Regions from separate parts of the Mus musculus genome. Here region 2 is linked to region 1. Evidence: chromatin contacts called from public HiChIP or PLAC-seq data. All regions are on one chromosome and are shown on one strand. Each heading gives the region's core, a stretch centred on a gene start, on an enhancer-like site or on the middle of the called end of the contact. The rest is flanking DNA. Distances are from core to core; before and after follow the strand shown. Region 1 has its middle 37 kb from the start of Runx1. Region 2 has its middle 9.3 kb from the start of Gm30474.

Evidence for each region. HiChIP or PLAC-seq counts read pairs in DNA pulled down with a chosen protein or histone mark.
Region 2: a contact with region 1 is called in an H3K27ac HiChIP or PLAC-seq map of bone marrow-derived dendritic cells, with 5 times the contacts expected there. The contact joins two enhancer-like sites. A contact is called at or near these places in 2 of 15 datasets of contacts at CTCF or cohesin (large pre-B cells and pro-B cells), 8 of 484 Hi-C or Micro-C datasets (the G1E-ER4 cell line, the HPC-7 cell line, bone marrow-derived macrophages and 1 more), 7 of 115 datasets of contacts at active chromatin or transcription factors (the HPC-7 cell line, Th17 cells, bone marrow-derived dendritic cells and 4 more) and 1 of 9 other capture datasets (bone marrow-derived macrophages).

Annotation. Positions count from the first base shown.
Region 1 is chr16:92,860,146-92,866,748 of GRCm38.p6, reverse strand. No RefSeq gene overlaps it. Among named protein-coding and RNA genes, the nearest start is that of Runx1, 37 kb to the right of the region's middle. Within about 2 kb of position 2,333, at least 48 of the 459 cell types and tissues checked have an H3K27ac peak or open chromatin away from gene starts, as enhancers often do. A contact at or near this core is called in bone marrow-derived dendritic cells and bone marrow-derived macrophages, where this site is marked.
Region 2 is chr16:93,138,017-93,144,619 of GRCm38.p6, reverse strand. No RefSeq gene overlaps it. Among named protein-coding and RNA genes, the nearest start is that of Gm30474, 9.3 kb to the right of the region's middle. Within about 2 kb of position 2,364, at least 20 of the 459 cell types and tissues checked have an H3K27ac peak or open chromatin away from gene starts, as enhancers often do. A contact at or near this core is called in bone marrow-derived dendritic cells and bone marrow-derived macrophages, where this site is marked.

The DNA of each region.
Region 1 (6,603 bases), core at 1,084-3,583:
CCAAGGGGATGGAGTCTCTGGTCTCTCTTGGTGCCACTGAGTTTGGATAATGAGCTGGTCTCTTCCTCCTCCTCTTCCTTCTCCCCCATCTTCCTCCACTTCCCATGTTCTTCCTCCTCCTCCATCTCTTCTTCTTATCTTTCCCATGCTCCCCATGCTCTCCCTCCTCCTCCTCATGCTCCTCCATTTCCCATACTCTCTCTCCTCCTCCTCCTCTTCCTCCTCCTCCCCATGCTCCTCCATTTCCCATACTCTCACCCCTCCTCCTCTTTCTCCTCCTCCCCATGCTCCTCCATTTCCCATACTCTCACCCCTCCTCCTCTTTCTCCTCCTCCCCATGCTCCCCCACTTCCCATACTCTCTTTCTCCCTCCTCCTCCCCATGCTCCTCCATTTCCTATGCTCTCCCTCCTCCTCCTCTCCCTCCTCCCCCTATGCTCCTCCACTTCACATGCTCCTCCACTTCCCATGCTGTCTTTCTTCCTCCTCCTCCCCATGCTCCTCCACTTCCCCATGCTCCTCCAGTTCCCATACTCTCTCTCCTCCTCCTCCTCTTCCTCCTCCTCCCCATGCTCCTCCATTTCCCATACTCTCTCTCCTCCTCCTCCTCTTCCTCCTCCTCCCCATGCTCCTCCATTTCCCATACTCTCGCCCCTCCTCCTCTTTCTCCTCCTCCCCATGCTCCTCCACTTCCCGTGCTCTCTTTCTCCCTCCTCCCCCTATGCTCCTCCACTTCACATGCTCCTCCACTTCCTATGCTCTCCATCCTCCTCCTCTTTCTCCTCCTCCCCATGCTCCTCCACTTCCCCATGCTCCTCCACTTCCCATGCTCTCTTTCTCCCTCCTCCCCCTATGCTCCTCCACTTCACATGCTCCTCCACTTCCCATGCTCTCTTTCTTCCTCCTCCTCCCCCTATGCTCCTCCACTTCACATGCTCCTCCACTTCCCATGCTCTCTTTCTTCCTCCTCCTCCCCATGTTCCTCCACTTCACATGCTCCTCCACTTCCCATGCTGTCTTTCTCCCTCCTCCTCCCCATGCTCCTCCACTTCCCCATGCTCCTCCAGATCCCATGCTCCCCCTCCTCCTCCCGCACTCCGGGATATTCTACGCTCTCACAAGGCAGTCCTCCCAGTGATTTTCCAGACAAAGGACACCAGGAAGCAGTTCAGAGGGGTTGGTAGATTTTAAGTTCTGCTTTATGGAACAGTGGAACCTTTTAAGAAACAGATTTGTCATATTGAAACTAGGTTTTCACTATATTATTCTGCATACTTTTCATTTTCTGCCTTTTAAGTCAATACAAATATAGAACAGAATATCTCATTTTTCTACTTTTATTTTTTACAATATTTAGAGTTGAACCCAGGGTCTTGAGTATGCCATCCAAAAGCCCTACTACTGAACCAAACCCCAAGATCTTATGGATTTTTTTATTCTGACATAAATTCTCCCCAAATTACTTAGGTTGACCTTGAACTCACTATCCTCCTAAATCAGCTTTCTCGGGAGCTGGGAATTCAAGTCTGTGCCATCAGACTGGGCTCATTCTTCTACAACTTCCTGAGGATCTATTCATGAAAATTGGGTACCAGTCATGTCTCTCTCTAGGTCTTCAACAGGTCAATTCCGAGTTGTCTAATGATGACATTCCTTCTTTGTAGTGTGTGTGTGTGTGTGTGTGTGTGTGTGGGTGTGTGTGTGTGTGTGTATGAGTGTATGTTGGTGAGTGTTTGTATGTGTGTGTTTGTGTGTAAGAGTGTGTGACTGTGTGTGTGTATGTGCCTGTGTGAGAGTATGAGTGTGTGTTGATGAGTGTTCATATGTGTGTGTTTGTGTGTGTGAGAAAGTATGTGAGTGTCTGTGAGTGTGTGTGTGTGTGTGTGTGTGTGTGTGTGTGTGTGTGTGTGTGTGTGTGTGTGTAAGTCTGTATAAATGCATGGCAGCCATAGGACAGCCTTGGACATGACAAGGTTATCCACTCTCACTGAGAAGTCGTCTCAGACCCGTTACCAGTTAGCCCCATGGATCCTCCTTTTCCTGACTCTCAGTGTTGGGCTCACAAGGGCAAGCCACCAAGCTCTATGCTTTTGTATAGATTCTAGGGATGGGATTCAGGTCACACTTCAGCAGCTGAACCTTCCCTAGCACACAGCTCACCTTCACAGCTTTGCCAGTGCTGAGCAGAAACCAAGGACTCTGAATTTTCTCACCCCAGACCCAGAGAACATTTAGATGAGGGGGAAACCCCACATCAGCCACTGTCCCCACCTCTGCATCCTAGCTCCTGATCTCACCCTATGTGTGATCCTCAAGAACCAGGGTAGCAGCACCACACAGTACAGTTGGCTCATCACCATGGTAGCAGCCCCACACAGCACAGTGTTCTCATCATTACAAGGAAGTGGAGTCATTCTTTCCCAGCCTGCTTTGCGAAGTTATTACAGAAGATGAGTTGTCATTGAACTCCCACTGTTCATTTTAAATAAAGAGGAACAAAAATGAAATGTGTCCGTGTGCTTTGGGCATGGGAAGATGACTCTATTGTAAAGAACTGACCTCATGATTTTACTTGGTAACAAAACTCAGGAAAAAATTAAAACTCTTTAATGGACTGATTCAACCTACAGAACTTTTTCTTTTGTTTCCATATGTATTTGCAACAGAAATCCAAGTAAAACTAAAAGCATCAAGGAGTCACAGGCGTTTTTATTTTACATGTTTATTCTGACCTGTGATTACTTTTCTCACAGAAAATTAAATTAAAATTACAACCTGACCATTTTCTGTTGGGCAAAATGAATCTACTGCAGTAATATGAAAATTGAACCTTTGGCCAAGATCCGTTAAAACTGCCTGATAGGATTTTATTGTCTTTAGGTGAGAACTTTGATTGAAGTGATATATAAATGATATAGATAAAAATAGACATAGATGCAGATTTTGTAAAACTTGATTAATTACAAGATGGCCAAACTTATAAAGCAGCACACAAATAAGAAAAGGAAACATTGTCACTTTCCAAAACTCTCCATTTCTCCTTTGCTGCCTTCAGTGTTTAATTTTGATTGTAAACTAGCTGAAATATAAAATCACCTGGGAGATGGGTCTCCTGCATATGCCTTTGGAGGGTGGGTGAAGTGTTATCTTTATTAGTTTAATTGAGGTGAGAAGACCTGCCTACCATGGGTGGCACTATTCCCTAGGCTGAAGTTCCAGTATGTATGTATGTATGTATATATATATATATATATAACAGAGAGAGAGAGAGAGAGAGAGAGAGAGAGAGAGAGAGAGAGAGAGAGAGAGAGAGAGGAGAACATGAACTGAGCATGACATTCACTGGTCTCTGCTTCTTGATTGAGGATGGCAGGTGACCAGCTGCCTCTAGTTCTAGGTCACATGACTTTTCTGCCCAGATGGATGTGCTCCAGTCCAGTTGTGAGCCAAAATAACCTCTTTCCCCTTTAAATGCTTTTGTCAGAGTACTTTATCATAGAAACAAGTCAAGTAACTATTACAATACCTATACATAAACATGTTTGCACTCTCAGCATTGCCTAAGTGTGCATTTGGGTAAAATTTATATAGATGATGAGATAAGGTTGCCTCGACTTTCAACTTGTGACATTCCTCTGTGTACCAACAACTCGTTTATTCACTTATTTTATTGCATGGTATCCCATTCTATGATCACGCATTGTATCCATTTTTCTATTGCTTAACATTTGTGGCTATTAAGAATAATGCTTGTAAGAGTTTCTCATGTCCCTAATAATATTCCTTACATGTGGCTTTACCACTCATGTCTGTACTTCACTTATGAAAATTGCATAGCACTTTCCTCAAGATTGAAACATTCCATCCTGTCGGAAAGCCCTTAAAACCAGAAGGTAACCCATTCCAAACAGCTTCACCAAGCCCCTGGAACTGACCAGCTTGACTAAACCCCTCCCTGTCAGTCAGCAATAGAGGCCACAGAGAGTCATTGTCAGAAGATCAAAGCTGCAAAGGAGATTGCGAGACCAGACCTGGTTCTTAGAAGAAGCAGAAACCACCCGGGTTGCCTAGGAGAGGTTTAGACCAACTGAGTCATTTAGAAAGGACAGTCTTCAACCCAGTGAGCTGCCTGCAGTCTGTCCAGTGCGTTCCATGTTCTCAGCTTTTGTGAGCTGTTACCCATGATGCACTGGGCTTTATAGTGGTAGTTCACTGATTTGCTTCGGTGAGTAACTCCTCTCTCATACTCCTATAAGTAGCCCAATAAAACTCACTGGTTCACCAAACTGGACTCTGTTGGTATCCATACTTTGTTCTGTCATGGGATCTCTATCTGAAGTGAGTAGACTTGTGTGTTGTGTCTTCCCAGGAAAAGTCTTGTCACGCAACAGTATATAGATATCTTCTTTTATAAATTTGGTTTCTTCAATTTCTAGTCAGAGGACATGTGTACACCCTTCAACTTCAGAAAAATGTTCAAATATTTTTCATATTAATATTGTGTGTGTGTGTGTGTGTGTGTGTGTGTGTGTGTCCCCGTGTGTGTCTCTCTCTCTGTGTATTCCTCCTAGCAATACGAGAACTTGACAGTTTAAATAAGATCTCATCTGTAATAGTGTAAATGTGAAATTACCCCACACCAGGTTAGGGTATTTGAACACAGGGTCCTCAGACTACGGTGTTCCTATGGGAAATCATTTAAGAGATTTAAAAGATGGAGCCAAGCTGCAGGAAGTGAGTCACTGGGTGCCAGGAAGCCCTTTGGAATCATAGCTAAGCCCTAGTTTTGGCCTGAACACTACTTCCTCACCTTCCAGCATGTGAGCAAGCGGCCTCATGCACCTGCCATCTCATGGTCCCCAGCATCAAGTGTTCTATCTCTCTCTATTAAAACGTCAGGCAGTCCTTCCTCCTTTAAGAGATCTCTGTCAGCTATTCTGTCACAAAAGCAAGAGAAGTGACTCATCTGTTGCCTGTTATAATGTGGGCAGTGTGATTTTGCTGGGTCACTCTGATGGGAGAGTGGTGCCATTCTGTGTCAAATTATGTGGCCTCCCTTGGCTGGAGTATCTTTGTTTCTTGTTAGTCACTTTTTTCTTACAGTGTGTATTAAATATATTTGATCCTTTTTCTATGTAGTTGTCTTTTTCTTATGGATTTTTTATGGAGCCCTTGTTAAATACATGCTCAGAAATCTGTATCTCTTTGCTTCTTTCTGCATCTCTCTCTGTCTCTCTTTCTCTGTTTCTCTCTCTCTCTCTCTCTCTCTCTCTCTCTCTCTCTCTCTCTCTCTCTCTCTCTCACACACACACACACACACACATTTAACCCATTTAATGATGTCAAGTGATGTGATGAGCAGAAGTTCTTAATATGATCCAATTCAATAATTGTTTACTTTTCACCACTAACTTATTCATTTGCTTTACAACCTATTGCAGCCTCCCTCTCCTCACAGTCCCCACTTATACCACCTCTGCCCCATTCCCCTTTCCCTTTCTCCTCTGAGAAGGAGGAGGTCCCCCTTGGGTACCAACCCACTCTGGCACCTCAAGTCACTGCGGGACAAGGAACACCCTCTCCCACTGAGGCCAGACAAGGAATCCCAGTTAGGAGACCAGGATTCACAGGCAGGCAGCAGAATCAGAATTAGCTCCGACTCCATGTTTTGGGGGGCCCACATGAAGACCAAAGTGCACACCTGCTACCTATAAGTGCCTGGGAACTAGGTCCAGCCCATATAAGCTCTTTGGTTGGTGGTTCAATCTCTGGGAGCCCCCAAGGGTCCAGGTTAGTTCACTCTGTTGGTTTCCCTGTGGAGTCCCTATTCCCTTTGTGTTCTTCAATCTTTTTCCAACTCTTTCATAAGACTTCCTGACCTCTATTAACATTTGGCTATGGGTATCTGCATCTGTTTCCATCAGCTGCTGGGTGGAGCCTCTCAGAAAGCAGTTATTCTAGGCTCCTATCTGCAAACATAATGAAGAATCACGAACAATGTCAAGAATTGGTTATTGCCCAAGGGATGGTTCTCAAGTTGGGGAGATCCTTGGTTGTCTGTTCCCTCAGTCTCTGCTCCATCATTGTCCCTGAACTTCTTGTAGGCAGGACAAATTACATGTCAAATGTATTGTGGGTGGGTTGGTGTCCTTATCCCTCCACTGGGATTCCTGCCTGGCTACAGGAGGTGGCCACTTCAGACTCCATATCCCCCACTGTTAGGAGTCTCAGCTAGAGTCACCCTCATAGACTCCCTGGATCCTCCCCCTCCCAGGGCTCTGGTACATCCTTAAGATGCCCCCAATCCCTGCACACCGATTTCTATTCACTCTCCCAGCCCTCTCTTCCCAGCTCTCCCTACACTTGATCCACCCCTTCCCCTCCCCATCCACTCTCCCATCCAGTTCCCTCCCTCCACCTCTGATGATTGTTTTATTTCTCCTTCTAGGTGATGTTTAAGCTTCCTCTCTTGAGTCCTCCTTGTTACTTAGCTTGTTTGAGTCTGTAGATTGTATCATGTTTATCCTGTACTTTATAACTAATATTCACTTATCAGTGGGTACATTTCATGCATGTCCTTTGGGGTCTGGTTTCCCTCACTCAG
Region 2 (6,603 bases), core at 1,115-3,614, 280 kb before region 1:
GTGTATATATCTGTGATGTGTATGTGGGTGTTTATGAATGTGTGGTGTATCTGTGTATGGTGTGTATGTATGTTTGGGTGTATACATGTACGTGTATATGTGTGTATGTGAGCAAAGAGGCACACATATATTCCTATGTAAGCACACATGTTTTAGAAACCCGAGTTCACCGCTACAGAGTTCTCGCTGACCTCCCTCCATGACGTATTTGTATGACATTTCCCACAGTGAGAACTCTGGATCCCTTCAGTATCAGTCTCTACACCCTTACTCAGTCCTTCTAGATGTCTAACTCAGCTATACAGTGTCCTTATCTACTCTCACCACAAGAAATTAGCCTATTCAGTTCTTCCTACATGGAGGTCTGTTAGTCAGACTTCTGATCATCACTTACTTCCGCCTCCGTCAGACCTTCTGATCATCAGTTACTTCCGCTTCCGTCAGTCACCTGATCACCAGTTACTTCCCCTTCCTTCTGTCAACCCCTGCCCCCCATCTTCTGTTACTTCCATTCCCCACCTCTCATTTCCTCCCCTTTGCACCTTTCTCTCCTTTGTCTCTTTTTCACCACACCCACCCTTTTCTTTTCTATCTTCCTTTACCAGGGTTTGTCACTCATCTCAGATGGAATTATTTTCATTTGTCTTCACTTTGTTTTGCGCGTTAGCATTTCTGTCTCCCTGCTCCCCTATTCTTACAGCTTCTGTTTTATTTTTTAATATGAGAGCCATCAACATGTCTTTCAAACTTAAAATATAACAGGGGTTTACTTATAAAAATATTCTCTTACTTTCTCATCTCGTCCCCTGGGAAGTAATTCAACATTATTGTTTCCTGATGTTTCTCTTTCCCCCCTATTTTGTATTGGTTGGTTGTTGTGGTTTTGGTAAAAATAATTCAATTTTCCATGTTTCCTCTTCTCTTCCTGTCCTCCCACAGGAAAGGTACCAGACACTAGTGTGTCTCTGGCCCATACTTCACTCATAGTACTTGTCTCTCTGATGATGTTTCTTCTCGCCTGAGCTACACAAACTTGGCCAAGGAGTTCCCATCCCTCCGTTTCTTCATCTGCAGAATGCGGTCATTCCAAAGAGTCTGTCTTTCTTATCTTTTACTGCAAAAATGTTGGCTGTAGAATAAATTTAGTTTCCTTCTTCTTATCCATTATAAATTTAAATGTGCGCTCGGAGGCGGGAAACAAAGCCTCAAATAGATACCTCGGAGCAGGTGGCACTGAGCCAGGGCTGAGGCAAATCCTTCTGGCGCACAGTAAGCATTTCTCATACTTTCCACGTCTAGACGCTCGGCTCAGCTCTGGCATCCCCCTTTGTCATCTCAGTGTTCTTCTCCATCAGAGATCTGCCCAGCCTAGGACCCAACTCCTGGTGCCTTCTACAGAAGCCTTCATGGTTCAACCAAGCACATCTTCATCTAGGCTGTATTTGGTCTCTAGCTTCCTAAGGGAAAGGCCAATTATGGGAGCCCAAAGCCTTGTAGACATGTTGGCTTTCATGGCTTGAAATATAGAATGGGCTGAGTGCCTAGGAATGGTCCTTGGAGGTGACTCCCAGCTGATGAAGGCAATATCAGTGTAGGAAAAAGGAGAGGGTACCCAAATGTGACATCTCTCCTGACCGCTCCACCCTCCCAAACCCAGGGATGTTTGTGAATTCCCAAGGATGCTGGGAAATTGAGGGGAGCCTATTTGGCACCAGAGAAAAGTGCCCAGGTGTTGTGCTTCATAACTAACCTCAAGTGGTAGCTGAGCATTGTGCTTGGGACATGGAGTCTCCGGGAGCCACACAACCTGGGCATGGGCTTTACTTCTTCGCCCTTCATTTATGAAATAATTTCTCTCAGGAGGTTGTACGGGAGTGTAATCCCAGTGATGAAGAGGAAGAGGCAGAGGATCTCTGGGGGCTCCTTGGCCAGCAAGCTCACTCTTAACTGCCAGCTTCAGGCCAGTGAGAGACCTAGCTCAAAAATCAAAGGCAGTGTCACCTAAGGAAGAGTGACACTCCAGCCATCTTTTTGGCTTCTACATACATGTACACACATGCATATGTACCCACAACACAACACACACGTGCTGCATGCACATAGTCACACACACATAAATATGAATCATTTAGCTCATACTTAATTATTATCACACACACAGTAAGGATGAGTGAGACAGAAATTCCCATCCCTGCTCCCCAAACATTTTTACACATTCAGACATCCCTCCCCTGCCAATCTGGGTATATTTTCTATGAAACAATAAGAAAAAGTGCCAGGATTGCACAAGCTCAGGCAGGACAGAGCCTGCACACAGTGTTGTAAAAGAGGATATTCCCTTTGGCCAGCACACTCTGGGTCAGCTGGTTTCTCTTCACAGAACCCCCGGCGATCTCAGCATCCTCACAGCCGCATCTGTGCAGTCTAATTTGCCTCTGCAAGGTCTGGCTCCCATCCCATCCTTCAGCAAACGGCGACAAAGCTGGCAACATGAGGCACATTCTATAAATATGAAGGAGGAGGAGATGGGGAAGCAGACACCAAGTGTGAGCAGAGGCAGCAGCAGCAGCAGCAGCAGCAGCAGCAGCAGCAGTGGAGGTAGTGGTGCTGATAGCAACCGACTAATAACAAGTGCTGTAGTTTTCCATTGCTGTAACAAAATACCCAAGGCTGGAGGCATAAAGAGAAGAGATATCATGGCTCTCAGTTTTGATGACTGAAGAACATGGCAGCAGGGAGCGTCCACCGGGGCTCATTCCTAAGGTACTCATTCTGTGGACACCGCTTCTAATGAACGTGCAGAGCAGTCTGCATACAATGCCGCTTGGCCTCAGAAGGATCAGAGCTTTGATTTTAAATGTTTTGAAGAAATTATAAGTACATAGGTAAGCAGAATACATTTTAAGTATTCTTTTCAACTCCTCTCTTGCTCTCTCTCTCTTTCTCTCTTTCTCTGTCTCTGTCTATTTGTCTCTGTCTCTCTGTCTTTCTTTATCTGTGTCTCTCTGTTTCTGCCTGTCTCTATTTGTCTCTGTCTCTGTCTCTCTCTGGAGAGTGGTAGTAGCAAATTTGCAGGTCAACAGCGAAGACCCACCTTTTTGAAGACCTCATTTACACGCTTTAATGGAGGAATGAGTTTTAAGCTGATCACTGTGGAGGTTGGGCGATGCTTTAGCATGCCTTCTGCTCTCAAAGAGAACTCCAGTTCAGCTCCCAGAACCCACACTGGGCAGCTCACACCTGCCTGTACGTCCAGCTCCTCAGCCCTCCATGGATATTAGCACTCAGCCGTACACACACGCAGACACGCAATTAAAACTCAGACAAATGCTTCTCTAAAAGATTCTTGGACATACTTTAGAAGTCGAGCTAACCCAGATGAGTTCCCAAACTCAGTATTAAAGGGAGAAAAAATTCTCTCAAATGGGGTGCTTAGGGTGGAAACATTTTATCTTGATTGAGGGCAACTGGAAAACTTCGTAGTTCAAATAAGATAAAATGCAATACAATAAAACGTGGTGAACAGGACAGCAAGTGCTATTCAGAGGATGGCCTCCTGGATGGCTCTAGATCCTAACCAGAGGATGAACTGGCACACCTAGTAATAAGGGAATGGATTAAGGTTTTGTGGTACAAGAGATGCTGAGGGAATAAAGAAACTAGTCAGTGGCTTATCATATCTCATTAGGAAAAAAAAACACATGTAAGCTAGGAACCCTAGTGACTGCCCATTCTGACTAACCGGCTTTGTACATCGCTAGATAAACGCTCTTTGCAGGGAGTGCAGCATCCTGTCAGCGTAGCTAACACCGGGTCGATGCTACCCCTTCTAGGCAGTTGACGGTCTGTCTTCTCAACACTGAGCCAGCACTGAGCGGCTGCAGTTGCTTGTAGCAATTAGTCCCTGTTGAGTGCAAAGACTCTAGTGTTGACTGAACCAATTAAAAGATCAATTAGTGCGACGCGAGTGCTCAGAGAGGTCGTTTGCTATGACAGGGAGTCGCATCTCCATCCGTGTAGAGAGCCTCAAGAAAAATCATCATTTAGGAGGATGGGGTTGTTGTTGTTCCCAACCCTTAGGTCTTTAAAATGTCTGGACACTGGTAATTACGTTGTGGAACCCATTAGTCGGTGGGCTAGTGTGACAAAGGGCCTGTCTTTGACTAAAGTGTATTTTAGTTTTGATTGTGTATACGTGTCTATGGGTGGGTCCGTACACACAAAGGTAGGTGCTCACAGAGGTGGGGGTAGGGGCCATCCCATACTTATGGAAATGGACTTACGTGTGGCTTTGGAACCAAATTTATATCTTCCCGAGGAGCAGTAATCACATAACCACTGGGTGGTCTCTCCAGTCCCAACAAAGGGGCTTCCTGACAATAAGACTCTCATTTATAATCAGTAAACAATAATAATTAGGGGAAAATAATAAAATATCATTAGAGTTTGGATATGTAGTGTTTTGCTTTTTTCTCTGTGCACCCAGAACATTCTTTTTCCCTGTGCCATATTACTTTGGGGTTCTTATTTTTATATTAAAAGAAAAGGAAATAAGAATCTGTTGTTCTAGGTTTCTTCCCCATGTAGGACCTCAGCCTATGTTACCCCATCACCACCACTCCCAGAATTCCAGCTTGCTAAAATGATGACTTTGCTACGATCGTCTCATTAGGTAAAAACATGAGAATTGATTTCACTTGAGTCTTCCAGGAAGGCAGGAGAATCTGAGGCTCGTTGAAAAGCAGCATTCACACTGCTGGGCAAGTTGTGTGTGAGACTCTGGTGGCAAGCCCTTCTTGAGGATGTCAGTTGAGTCAGATGTACTAGAGATGACCCAGGAGACCTTGTTTTCCCAAAGGCCTTTCACACTGAAGACTTCTATAGCTGCTTCTCAGAGGTCCCAGGTGGCCCAAGAACCAAGCGGGGGGGGGGGGGGGGAGGAGAAGTCAAAAGGAAGGACCAGCTGTAACTGATGTCTCAATTTTCTTTCCTCCTTTGCTAGATATTGAACGGGATCCTTATGCGTGCCAGGCAAATTTTCTACCACTAAATCACACCTCGAGTAGTCATTTCCTGCCCCTCAGAATCTGCCCTTAATTGGAAAATTGAGACCTCCCTCCCCTCCTCTTCCCCTCTCCCCTCTCCCTTTTCTTCTCCCTCCCTCCCCGCCCCTCTCCAGTCAAGGTGGGGACAGAGTTTAAAATGATGCTTTTAAACTATAAGGAGCACTGGGCTAAGAGAGGCCCAGGGCAGATTCTTCCTGGCAACCTTGAACAAATCCCACTGACACCTTGGCCTGGAGAGTCCTGGCACCACACAGTTCCACTCCAGTAAATAAGCCCAGGGACAGAATTTTCTCTGTATATTTTCCTGCCTAGCAATGCAGAATGGTACACCACCACGATCTGTTTACCGTAAGAACACTTCAGTGGTTGGAAAGCTCACCTCTTAAACTAATATAAAAGCATCATTATACAAAACAGGAGAACCCAGAAGTGTATCCATACAGCCCTCCCTGTTAAGGAATAGTTTCTTTTCAACAGTCATGATTGACAACTCCACTTGTTTACACGCAGGAGTTCCCACCCACTAGCTCTCACCACTTATAAAACCGAGTATTTTTTGAAGGCCTCTGAAGATGTCTAATAAAACTGCTAAAAAGACCTGTTTGATCTCTGGGCAGCTCTGAGGACAGATAGGGCCCCGTTCCTTCTGGAAAACGCTTTGTTCTTTCAACTCCACTTAAGGAGGCAATAGAGCGGCATCTAATACAGGAGGCTTTCTGACTCTGTAGAACAAAGTCAGGCCAGGTTCTTATCATGAGAAACTGCACCCAAGGATAATCTTCTAGAAGACATAAATAATTCTCCATAATGCACTTGGCTATACTTTGATCTTGTGTGCATTTTCCTTAATAGATGGATATTATCAACCCAGTTTGTGCTTGCATAGGGGTTAGTTTGATGGCACGATGGCGGTGACATTAGAGCCTGAAGATTATGTTTTGGATATAAGCTACTGAAAGGACCAACATAACTTTACAAGTTCCTGAAACATGTGAAATTAGATCCCAGTGCTCCGCACCCCGATTTCAGTATCACTGCCAAGGATTTGGTGTCCTGCACTTAATTTTCTCCCACTTCATTAACTGTCCTCAGACTTTAGAAGAGCCTTTGAAATCTCCGACTTCTATGGTAATATCCAGGTGAGCCACTTTCGGCTTCCTATGCTATAGACTCCACCCCTCTCCCTGTCTCTCCCTTCTTCCCTCTGTGTGTTATACTAGGGGCAGGGGGACGGGGAGGCAGAGGTTAGAACAAGGGAAGTGCAGTGCTGGGATTGAGAGCTAAGATGTCTTGATGCTAGTGTAATCACTAGAGAACTGCGCACAAGAGAAGGTTACAATCAGATTTCAGATTGTGGTGAGGCCATATTGGAAGCCACTAAGCATGCAGTTATGACCTTCACGTGGGATGTGTAGTTGGGGTCAGACTGACCTGTTTAAGGGGCTGCTGAAGTAATAAATCGAGCTAGCCCTGTGTGTCAGGGGGCTAGGGAGACAGGCCTAATAAGATGTGATGAGCTTAAGGCCCACCTGTTAGT